2 separate regions of the Mus musculus genome follow, and region 2 is linked to region 1. A link is a contact called in public HiChIP or PLAC-seq data. All regions are on one chromosome and are shown on one strand. The core of a region is the stretch at or near the end of the contact, and the rest is flanking DNA. Distances in the headings are between cores, read along the strand shown.

The links. HiChIP or PLAC-seq counts read pairs in DNA pulled down with a chosen protein or histone mark.
Region 2: a contact with region 1 is called in an H3K27ac HiChIP or PLAC-seq map of neural progenitor cells, with 4 times the contacts expected there. The contact joins two enhancer-like sites. A contact is called at or near these places in 4 of 484 Hi-C or Micro-C datasets (LSK cells, bone marrow-derived macrophages, liver and 1 more), 8 of 115 datasets of contacts at active chromatin or transcription factors (CD8 T cells, the HPC-7 cell line, cardiomyocytes and 4 more) and 2 of 9 other capture datasets (adipose tissue and liver).

Annotation. Positions count from the first base shown.
Region 1 is chr9:46,051,187-46,056,816 of GRCm38.p6, forward strand. The region is part of intron 1 of Sik3 (SIK family kinase 3); the gene reads left to right. It overlaps Gm46110 (a long non-coding RNA gene), which reads right to left. Exons shown (of 4, transcript XR_003948323.1): 4 at 1-5,052. Among named protein-coding and RNA genes, the nearest start is that of Gm46110, 26 kb to the right of the region's middle. Within about 2 kb of position 2,320, at least 49 of the 459 cell types and tissues checked have an H3K27ac peak or open chromatin away from gene starts, as enhancers often do. A contact at or near this core is called in neural progenitor cells, where this site is marked.
Region 2 is chr9:46,153,271-46,158,900 of GRCm38.p6, forward strand. It overlaps Sik3 (SIK family kinase 3), which reads left to right. Exons shown (of 25, transcript NM_027498.3): 4 at 2,109-2,270. Among named protein-coding and RNA genes, the nearest start is that of Apoa1, 73 kb to the right of the region's middle. Within about 2 kb of position 3,416, at least 55 of the 459 cell types and tissues checked have an H3K27ac peak or open chromatin away from gene starts, as enhancers often do. A contact at or near this core is called in neural progenitor cells, where this site is marked.

The sequences.
Region 1 (5,630 bases), core at 1,070-3,569:
TAGTATCTTTTATAAACTTATTTGCCATACTTATTTAGTGTTTGTTGATGTAGCTGTTTAAATCTTTTGTTGCCCATTTTTGTTTGTTTTTGAGACTCAGGCTGGCCTCAGTCCCGCTCTTCCTCAGCCTCTGAGAGCTGAGAGTCTTCCACCCATGCTTTCTTTAGGCCTTTTCTCGACTATCCCCTCTGCCCCCTCTCTCCTTCCCTCCCCTCTTTCTCCTCTGTGTGTGGCACGAGTGGCCATTGGAGTGCCAGGGTAACTGAGGAGGTCAGAGAACTGTGGGAGTCAGTCTCTCCTTTACCATGGGGCTCCAGGAGTTGAATTCAGGTTACCAAACCCATGCCTTTATTAGCTAAGCTATTCTATGCTCTCATTTGTAAATTAAGTTTTTTGTTCTTATTGTTGCATTTAAGATGTCTTTATGTAGTTTTGTGAATACTAGTCTGTCATTAAATAAGTAATATGGAAAGCTTTTCTCCTGGCCTGGGGTATGTTGTCTGTCCTTTAGTTTTTATCATTATATGTGGTGTTTGCTTTTTAGTTGTGGTAAATGATCCTCAGGTGCGATGGTTAGTGTTAATTGTAAACTTGACAGAACGTAGACTCATTCGCCTGGGAAATGGGCCTCTGGGCCTGCCCCTGGGGGGTTATCTTGGTTGTGTTAATTGACATGAAAGATCCATCTTGGTGTGGGTAGGAATATTTCCTTGGCAAGGGGTCCTGGGCTGTGGAAGATGGAGACAGTGAGCTGACCAGGAGGAAGCATCCACTGGATGCAGTGCTGACCGCTTCAAGCTCCTGCTGCCTCCACTTCCCTGCTCGGATGGGCTGTGGCCTGAGCCACGAGCCAGAAACAACCCTTGCTCCCATTCGTTGCTCATATCAGGGTGTTTTATCACGGGGGCAGGAAAAGACACCAGGTAAGGACTCTTCTCAGCTGGGTAAGGTGACATAGACCCTCTGGAGTTTAGGGACGGTAGTTCCGGAGTTGAAGCCCAGAGAGGGAAAGTGGGAAAGGCCTTCCCCAATGGGCTTTGTATCTGCTTTACTTAAACCTGACTGCGGTCGGCAAGTTCTTGAACATTATTTGTCAGAAAAAAAAAAAGAAGAAAACTTTCCCCCGCCCCAAACACATCTAGTTTTATTCTTTGCACTTTTAAACACTCCTAGGTGAATATAATGAAGCTGGGTGTAGCGGCATACACCTTTAGTCTCAGCACTTGTGAGGCAGAGGCAGGCACATCTCTGAGTTCAAAGCCTACCTGGTCTGCATAGAGAGTTCCAGGACAGCCAGAGGTACATAGTGAGATCCTGACTCAAAAAGAAAGGGGTGGTGGTGGGGAGACTGGAATGAAAGTGAACTGCCAATCTTAGTGAGTATTTTTCTCCTCCGCCCTTGACCTCTGAGTCTCTGGTTTTCATCAACATCGTTTGTCCAGCGTCCTGAGCTCATTCTGCTGTGATCTTTCATTTTCCCCTTTACTTTTTTGAGCCAGGGTCTCTGTAGCTCAATAGCTCCAACTGCACTTGGTCCCTTAGTCTTCCTCTAGGTTACGGGGTTATAGGTTTCAGGTCATGCCCATATGCTGCTTCCGTGTCTTCCGACTTCTTCCCAGTAATTTACTCCTAGACTCCACCCCAGAAAGAAAAGCACTTGGGGCACCCATGTGATGATGTGCAACCACCTGTACCTGTAGCTCCAGGGGATCTGACACCCACCCACTTCTGAACTCAGGGCTTCTGGACTCACATGTGCACAGACCTCTACACACACATACACACACAATTCTTTTTAAGAAAGACAGACCTGCACGTTGTACCCAATGTGGTTTTCTGGCTTTTTAGTTATGCGATTTGCTAAGACAGTCTCATAGTTCACGGGAGCCACCAGTCGCTTGAATTGTGCCTGACTTCCAGTTGGTGACATTCTTCCTGGCACTACTCTGCTGCATATGGACACCATGGTTGGTCACTCAGTGAGTCACTGCTCCCGCATCTTTGTTCCTCTCTCATGCCATGCGGATCTCCAGCTGTGGGTGAACAATGTTGTCCTTTTCTGTGGCCCCGTTCTAGGCCCAAAGAAATGATTTAATCGTATTAATTTGTTCTATTACTAATTCATGAGCTCTTGCCACATCTGTGCTTGTTGTCCTCTGTGAAAGTCTTCTCATTTGTCTGTAGCTGGCTTCACTTGTCTCTCCTCCAATGACTGTTTTTTTTTTTTTTTTTCTGAATCTTTCCCGGCTTCCCTCAGGCTTGTGTCATCTCCCTTGGTCACAGCTGGCTCCACATTTTAGCAGAATGACCTAAAAAGAAAGACAGAAAAACAACTCTTGTTCTGTATTACTTCTTGTGTAATACCTGAAGCACAGGTTTCCTAGACTGTCCTGCGTGCCTGCTGTGCCATGTTTAGTTTTAGTTTTTTTTTTTAATTTATATTTTTATTAGGTATTTTCCTCATTTACATTTCCAATGCTATCCCAAAAGTCCCCCATACCCTCCCCCCCACTCCCCTACCCACCTACTCCCACTTTTTGGCCCTGGCATTCCCCTGTACTGGGGCATATAAAGTTTGCAAGTCCAATGGGCCTCTTTCCAGTGATGGCCGACTAGGCCATCTTTTGATACATATGCAGCTAGAGTCAAGAGCTCCAGGGTACTGGTTAGTTCATAATGTTGTTCCACCTATAGGGTTGCAGGTCCCTTTAGCTCCTTGGGTACTTTCTCTAGCTCCTCCATTGGGGGCCCTGTGATCCATCCACTAGCTGACTGTGAGCATCCACTTCTGTGTTTGCTAGGCCCCGGCATAGTCTCACAAGAGACAGCTCTATTTGGGTCCTTTCAGCAAAATCTTGCTAGTGTATGCAATGGTGTCAGCGTTTGGAAGCTGATTATGGGATGGATCCCCGGATATGGCAGTCTCTAGATGGTCCATCCTTTCGTCACAGCTCCAAACTTTGTCTCTGTACATGCTCAGTTTTAGCCCAGGACTTTGCATACATTCTGTCTGCTGGACACACTTCCTCTGTATGCCTGCCTTGTATTTGATTTTGTGTTTGGAACGTAGGTGTCAGTTTCTCAGCTACTGTTTTCCTGACCTCCCATTTGCATCAAGATAGAGTCCGTTCCTTTGAAAGCATAGCGAGGTGACCCACCGACCTAGAGTCCTAGAGTGTCGAAGCAGACATGTGGGTGTTACTGCTGCCAGGGGGCAATTGGGCTGAGTACTTCTACAGAGCAACTTAGCTACTGAATGATTTAGTGTCAGTGAAGAAACAGTGAGACTTACGATGCATTCATTTTATAGATGAGGTCATTGGAAAAAAGACTGTGAAGTCTCTTGTCCTGTCACATAGCTGTTTGGTAGCAGAGTTGGGATTTGAACCCAGACAAGCCTGTGCTCTCTGTACTGTAATGGTGATTGCTGCTGTCATCTGCTCCTGTGGTTCCTACTGTCCACCCTCCTGGGGAGACTTTAAGCCCTTGAGGTCTGAGTATTTTGACTCTCCAGTGCCTGGGCAGGTTGTTGGTTCTTGTTACTGAATAAATCATGCCCCTCCCCCCTCTTCTTCCTTGGGGCTTTCAGTGTGACTTTCCTGTTGGCCTTTCTTCTGCTTCCAAGTCCCCTGGGTGGAAATCCCTTGTGTATTTTAAAATATAGCCCCTCTGCCTATTAAGTGTGCTGTTTGTACTGTGGAAGTAAGAACAATTAGTATATGCACTCTGGTTCCTTTCTCTCATCTTTCACTTTGCTGGAGGTATCAACTTTGGGCAGCTAAATGTCAAAAATCTTAAGTGGACACTTAAAATACACAAAGGGGGGTGCACATAACATACATACCCTTCTGATCTCTCTGTCCCTCTGTCTCTCTGTCCCTCTGTCTCTCTCTGTTTTTCTGTCCCTCTGTCTCTCTGTCCCTCTGTCTCTCTGTCCCTCTGTCTCTCTCTCTCTCTGTCCCCCCCCTCGTGTGTGTGTGTATGTGTGTGTTGCCAGGTATCTAACATGACATCTTGTGCTTTCTAGGAAAATACTGTCTGTCACTGAGTTGCTCCCAAGCCAAGTTTCTATTTTTAATTAAAAAATTAAGGCATGATACTTTGTCATTTTGCTAGATGACACATCAAGGGAATTGGGATCAGGACAATGATGGTGGTGGTAGTGGTGGTTTGGTTTTGGTTTTGGCAAGGTAGCCCTGATACACCTGGAACTAGATATAGGTAGGCCAGACTGGCCTTGAACTCCAGAGATCAGCCTGCCTTGTTCTCCTTAATGTTGGGATTAAAGACATGGTCACTATGCCTGGCTTCATTAATTTTTTTTATTACACTGATGAGTTGATTGATTGTGCATGGGATTTTTGTCTTGTGCCTGTGGGATCAGAGCACAACTTACAGTCTTGGTTCCCTCCTTCCGCCTTGGGGGTCCCAGGGATTGAATATGGGTCATCAGGCTCCTTATTCCATTTTAAAGGCCCCATCTCTTATCAGGATGGGACCTGAATTTTTGGGTGACATTCAGAGTGTTGCATATGGTAGGGATATGGAGATAGCCGAAGTGCCATTTTACACAATGTTCATGGAAAGACAGTCACAGTGCTCACAGAGTAACAGGAACAAGCTTCACTGGGGCCTGATAGACCCGGCACCTCCTAGTGAGGCGCGGACACTAATGTTGGAAAGTACGGTTTTACTCTGGAAAGGAAGGTCTAATTCAAGCCACGGCGTTCCTTGTACAAGTTCCCCACTGGGCAAGCCAGCTGTCCTCTGCAGTGGAGGTCTGTGATGAAAGATGGGTGTCTGGATGCTGGAGGACAGGGCAGATGTTGAGGGTAAGGCTTTTGAGATTAGCTGCAAGGCCAACAGAGAAGCAGCCAACCAGAGTGTAGCCTGCCTCCGCATGTGCTCTAGGCCTGGAGGAAGCAGAGTGGCCCGTCATAGCCGAAGGACTCAGCCTCGTCCGGTACTTCAGGTTAGTAAGTATGTCGGTGTTGTTCCTGGGCTTAGTCTCCGGCCATATTACCCCATCTTCAGGACGACTGCTTGGCCTGCCTGCAAGGAAGAAACAAGAAAGAAAAGGCCAATCAGGGAAGGAATGTGATCCCCAAGGCTAAGGAAAAGTTTACATAGCCCTGCCTTGTACCTCTCTTAGCTGCTACCAGACTTGTAGATTTTCCATTTCCCTTCCCTAAGGTGGCAGACAGTCCATTCGCCCCTGAACTGCAGTCCAGCCTAACCGGGAAGACCTTGCCATGCCTCAAGCCAAGCCCAGCTCCCTAACAGTCTCACCTGCTTTTCTCCTCTAACTTTAAATTCTCCCTTTCCTTCCAGACAGTGTCCTCCCGAGTGGCACTCCCAGCTCCCTGCTGGCTCTGCTCCTCACTCCTCTCTGCTGCTCCCGAGGGGCCTGCAGTTTAAGAGGTTGTAGATATTCTTATTTTAAATCCAAGAATTCATTTAAAGTATTCCAGATAAAACTTTCTGTCTTCCCTTTTTGGACGTGACTGTTATGTTTGGTCAGTCCTCTTCCTCTTGGGAAGACACTTGAGAGGTGAGTGATGCTGCAGAGGGGTGAGTGATGCTGCAGAGGGGTGAGTGATGCTGCAGAGGGGTGAGTGATGCTGCAGAGG
Region 2 (5,630 bases), core at 2,166-4,665, 100 kb after region 1:
ATAATAATAATAATGTGTGTGTGTGTGTGTGTGTGTGTGTGTGTGTGTCTTCTGTGTGTCTGTGAGTGTACATCATTTTTACACTCTAGAATCATGTATGTCCCTTGCTTTCAAAATGCACTTTATATATCTTCTAAAATTTGCCATGTAAGTGGATTCCCCTCGTTGCCATGCTTGGCCCTTCTCCCTGGTTCTTGGCTGTCTTTCTCTGTGTCTTTGCAGTTATCTCTAATGATAACACTTTACCCTAGATTCTGTTTTCTTACAAGTTTAAAGAAAGATAGCTATCACTAGTCCTCTGGGTGAGGTGTCACCAAAATAATTGAGTGATTTCAGTGAACCACTATTAACAGCAATATGTACATTCATATTGCTTAATTTTTCACTTCCTTATCTCAGGATCATATGATAACATTCTGATGGCAAATGAGTCCTTCTTCAGCTAGATCTCTTAGTTAAAGGACTTTTCACAGGTTATTGGATATTTTCAACAGAACATGCTATGGCATTCTCTCTCTCTCTCTCTCTCTCTTTCTCTCTCTGTGTGTGTGTGTGTGTCTGTCTGTCTGTCTCTGTGTGTGTATCTGTGTGTGTTTGTGTGTGTGTGTGTGAGTGTGTGTGTGTGTGTGTGTGTGTGTGTTTGGTTGGTTTTTCAAGACAGTTTCTCTGTGTAGCCCTGGCTACCCTGGAACTCACTCTCTCTGTAGACCAGGCTGGCCTTAAACTCACAGAGACCCACCTGCCTCTGCCTCCCAAGTACTAGGATTAAAGGCGTACACCACCCCACCCAGCTAGTATACACTCTTCCCTGCTGAGCCATTTCTTGTCCCAAGGCTGACATTTATAATCTGTTAACTGTCATGATGTAGAGTTGGGTTAAAGGTATCAATGACGCTGGCTCAGGTAAACCTAGTACCTTACTCTAAGGTACTAAGAATATACTTTTAAAACTTGCTATAATGGCTATGGAACCACCAAATTGTTTTTCAGTCTTGAGGATAGCCTGATCTCTAATATTATAGAGTCTATTACAGGTGAGGGCTTTTTGAGAGGGGTGTGTGTGTCGGGGGGGGGGGTTACCCTCTATTCTAGCCACTTCTCTATTGATCATTTTTCTTGGTGGAAACTTCATATTACCTATAAAAATTAATATTTTAGTTCTAAGAAGAGCAGATGCAGATATAAAGATTTATGTGCCATGGTAAGTGACTCAAGTATGCTTTTTTGTGTTCGATTATAGGACTTTAAAAAATAAGAGAAGCTAGGATGGACAGAGCTCTACATGAGGCCAATCTTCCACAGTGTAGTGTCTGCTCCAGTCTAAGGATTGGTTGCTAAGACTCTGCTTTTTGACACACTCTTCAAACACAGGAAATGCTTCTGATGCTTATCTTCATGTGTGTTTGCTAATGTGCATGTAATCTTATGCAGGGGGAGTTGAAAAGGAACGTGTTAAGTGTTATAATTCTGGAAAAGTACCATCAAGCCCTGAGAACCCTTTTCCAATGTGTACTTTCTGTTTGTGTGTGGTTTTGTGTGGAGGAGGGCAGGGGTCCAAGACAGGGTTTCTCTGTGTAGCCATGGCTATACTGGAACTGGATCTTTATGCCAGACTGGCCTTGAACTCAGAGATCCAAATCCCTCTGCCTCCCACCGAGGGAGTGTGCCACCACTGCCAGGCACATATGTACTCGTTGTGTGCACCCTCATCACAGCAGGCTCAGGCTTAAAGTGGTTTAGGCTCAGGTGCTAGTGTGCTTCATTGATGTGCACAGGAGTGTGCCTTATTCCCCTTCAGCTCTGTTCAGGCTTTGTTGGTTCATTTGTTTTAGATGTACTTACATATGTAAATAAATGTTTTGCCTGCAGGTCTACCCGTGCACCACATGCACACAGATACCTGATACCTGTGGAGGTCAGAGGAAGTCCTCAGACCTAGAGTTGGATTAACAATGGCTCTGAGCCATGTGCACTGCTGAGCTATCTCTCAAGCCCCTCTGTTTACTTTTTAACTGTTAACTGATGCATACTCGCTTGCTTCCTTAAGCTGCCTGAGGGGCTCTGCCAGCATCTTGGGTGGGTACTGACTCTACTCTTGTTCACCACAGACCACTTGGTAGCCCATGGAAGAATGGCAGAGAAGGAAGCTCGACGGAAGTTCAAACAGATCGTCACAGCGGTGTATTTTTGTCACTGTCGGAATATCGTTCATCGTGATTTAAAAGCCGAAAACTTACTTCTGGACGCCAATCTGAATATCAAAATAGCAGGTGAGGTGTGTGTGCACGTGCGCATGTGTGTGTGTGTATGTGCTGAAGACAGGAGTCATGGTTAAAGTAGGGACAGTTTAGGCTTTTTTAAAAATGAGAGCTGGGGCTTGTTCATGCTGAGGGCACTTTTCTCACTGAGCTACACCCCCACTCCAGACTTCACTTTAATAACCTGAAAATTAATAAACTTCCAAAGGACATTTTAAAATATAGTATTAGCAGGAACTCTTTAGGAAGAAAGAAAAAGGTAGTATTTCAAATTCTATTACTTTGATAAATCCTTTGTCAATAATGAGGAGTAGACTATTTTTTTTAAAGCAGGAAGGAAAACTGCTGAAATGATGTGCTCAGCTTCTCCTGCCAAGGCTGTTTGCACTGCCCCAGCCCCAGCCCCAGCCCCAGCCCCAAACCCCAGCCGCGCCCATTCCACAGGCTGTGCTTTACCTGCAGACTCTAAAGTTTATTTGAAGCTGTCTCATCTTTTTTAAATGAGAAAAGGTGGGTTTAGGATATGCAGATTGAGCCGGGTGTGGTGGCGCACGCCTTTAATCCCAGCACTCGGGAGGCAGAGGCAGGCAGATTTCTGAGTTCGAGGCCAGCCTGGTCTACAGAGTGAGTTCCAGGACAGCCAGGGCTACACAGAGAAACCCTGTCTCGGAAAACAAAACAAAACAAAACAAAACAAAAAAAGGATATGTAGATCGTCCTGAGTATTTTCTCCTCCTACATACATAGATACCTGCTTCCAGCTCTCATAAGCCAGTGCGTGAGCAACTCAATCAGTTTTAACCTGTTTTTATTTCAGCTCATCACTCATCATGTCCCACCACTCTGCCTAGCTAACTTGTACATTCCTTCCTTACTGGTTTTTACTTGTTGCTCTGACCTGTCAGCATTTGCCTGACAGATGCAAGTCCATCTCCTACTGATTAGCAGACAGAGAGTGTATAGCAACTATAAATAGAAAATAGGTGGTTTTTTTTGTTCTTTGACAGTTTCTATTAATACATTGTATGTCCAGAGGAAAATAAAGTAGTTTGTGCTGAAACTGAAGTATTGTTTGAATGTAACCGCCTTGCACAGCCAAGGACTCATAAGCTGTCCTCAGATTTCCCTGTAAGCAGGGCAGGAGTTGAGAGTTCAGATTTATATCTTGTTCCAGGTCAAAGCACCTGAGCAAGGCCCTGCCAGCTGTGGTGCTTCTGTCTCTTAGAGGCAGACCTATCCTTTTAAGTCCTAGGAATAGTGTGTTTCCATCCCGGTCTCAGACTGACGGCTGTGCTTGTGTTCTGAAGCTCACATAGTCTTCCACTGTGTTGGGCCTTGGCATGACACAGCAGGCAAGAGTCAAAGGCTTTCTTTATGGCTGGAGACTAAGCCAGGCACTGTGACTCGTCCTGCCTTCGCCTGTCAAAGGACATTACTGTGCAGGAAACCATGGTTTTCCTTTGTCTTCATGTCAGTTGTGGCTATTCCCATAGAATTAGGTAATGTGGAAAGACCTGGCAATGTCAAACCTTCTTTTGTAATTACCTTTTTTTTTTGTAGCTTCAATGAAATGAACTGTAAACAGCATATACTGAAGCTCTCAGAACTCAGACATGTGACATGGGATTTGAAGGCAGCCTGGATGCATTGCAAGACCCTGTCTTATAAAAAAAAAAAGTGCATTGCAACAGGCCTCTTAGCTCCTTACTGTTGGTGAAACAAATTAGCACAAACTCCAAGGCTGCAAGCACGGTGGTGTTCTAAGTCAGCTCTGGAGGTCAGTAGAATAAAAAACATCCGGTTAGCAGCTGTGGTTCCTGGAGGACCTAGGGGGAAAGCCCAGATTCTTGCCTTTTTTACCTTGTAGAGCGAACCTGCCTTTCTTGGCGCAGGCCCCGTCTTCACAGCACTTCCCAAACTTCATGGTTCCATTGTGGTGACTGTTCTCCTGATTCCTGGTACTAAAAGGAGCCCTGTCATTACATCAGGTCCTCCTAGATAATCCAAGACTACCTCCACAGTTTCCTGATATTGACTTGGTCACTTCCATAGAGAGCTCCTTTGACATTCACGAGGATAGGATGCTTGCCACATGGGTGTGTTGGAGGACACAAGCCATTCCCATGCCATCCCCAGAGCCCTTCCCATGCCATCGGATTATTAAGTAGTTGAAAGAAAGCCCTTCTTTATATTTTATAATTGTATTCTGCATATGTGACCTAAGTTTAAAGTGGTTTTTTTTTTTTTTTTTTGGTTTTGTATTGTGTTGTGTTGTTTTATGCTTGGTTCATGATTTTTACGTCAGGGCCATTCTGATTAAGTTAAGGAAAATTCCTGTGTCAATTAGTTTTTTCTGGAGAAACCAAAAATAAAAGCAAAGGTCATTGATAATTGAGACTAAAATTACTGAAAAATTAGTGGAAGGGGATTTTTTTTTTTTTTTTTTTTTTTTTTTTTTAGTTTTTCGAGAGAGGGTTTCTCTATAGCCCTGGCTGTCCTGGAATTCACTTTGTAGACCAGGCTGGCCTCGAACTCAGAAATCCACCTGCCTCTGCCTCCCGAGCACTGGGATTAAAGGCGTGCGCCACCATGCAGAAGGTGATTTAAAAAAAAAAACTGGAGGTGGGGACTGGAGAGATGGTTCAGTGGTTAAGAGCACTGACTGTTCTTCCAGAGGTCCCGAGTTTAATTCCCAGCAACAACATGGTGGCTCACAACCATCTGCAATGGGATCTGATGCCTTCTTATGGTGTGTCTGAAGACAGCTGCAATGTATTCATATAAATAAAAACATAAATAAATCTTTTAAAAAATTTTTTTGGTAAGTCATTAAAACAAATCCAAGCAGTTGCAGTAAGAATGTACCCACTGGAGTGTGAGTGAAGCTGCTGGGACGCTGGCAGCCAGCCCTGTGCCCTCTGTGTTCTAACACATAGGCTTTGGCACAGTTTTAAAGTTCAGTTTAAGTGTTTACATTAGTATTTGTTTTCAGAGCAAAACAAAGACTAAATTGGGACTGTAGTTCATGGTTGCCTACAGTGCTAAATGTTTATCTTTGGGTGACTGCTCATGCGCTCTTTTTTTTTCCATGCCCCCATTATGTGGTTTCTCAGTCATTGCTCGAGCTTGGGGTGTTTGCACAAGTATTAGATGGGATTCTCATTTACACTTGCCCTATCTTCCTTGAACCTAATGGATCACTAGGAGAAATGCCTTTACTGAAGTCCAAGTAGAACCCGAGTAACTTCAGAGTGGACTGGGTGATAAGTAATGAAATCAATTTTATTTCTAAGAGTGTAAAGCAACTATTAGAGCCCTGTTCCTGTCAGTGGTCATTTTGGATACCATATTCGAAGCCTTAGGAAGAAGCTA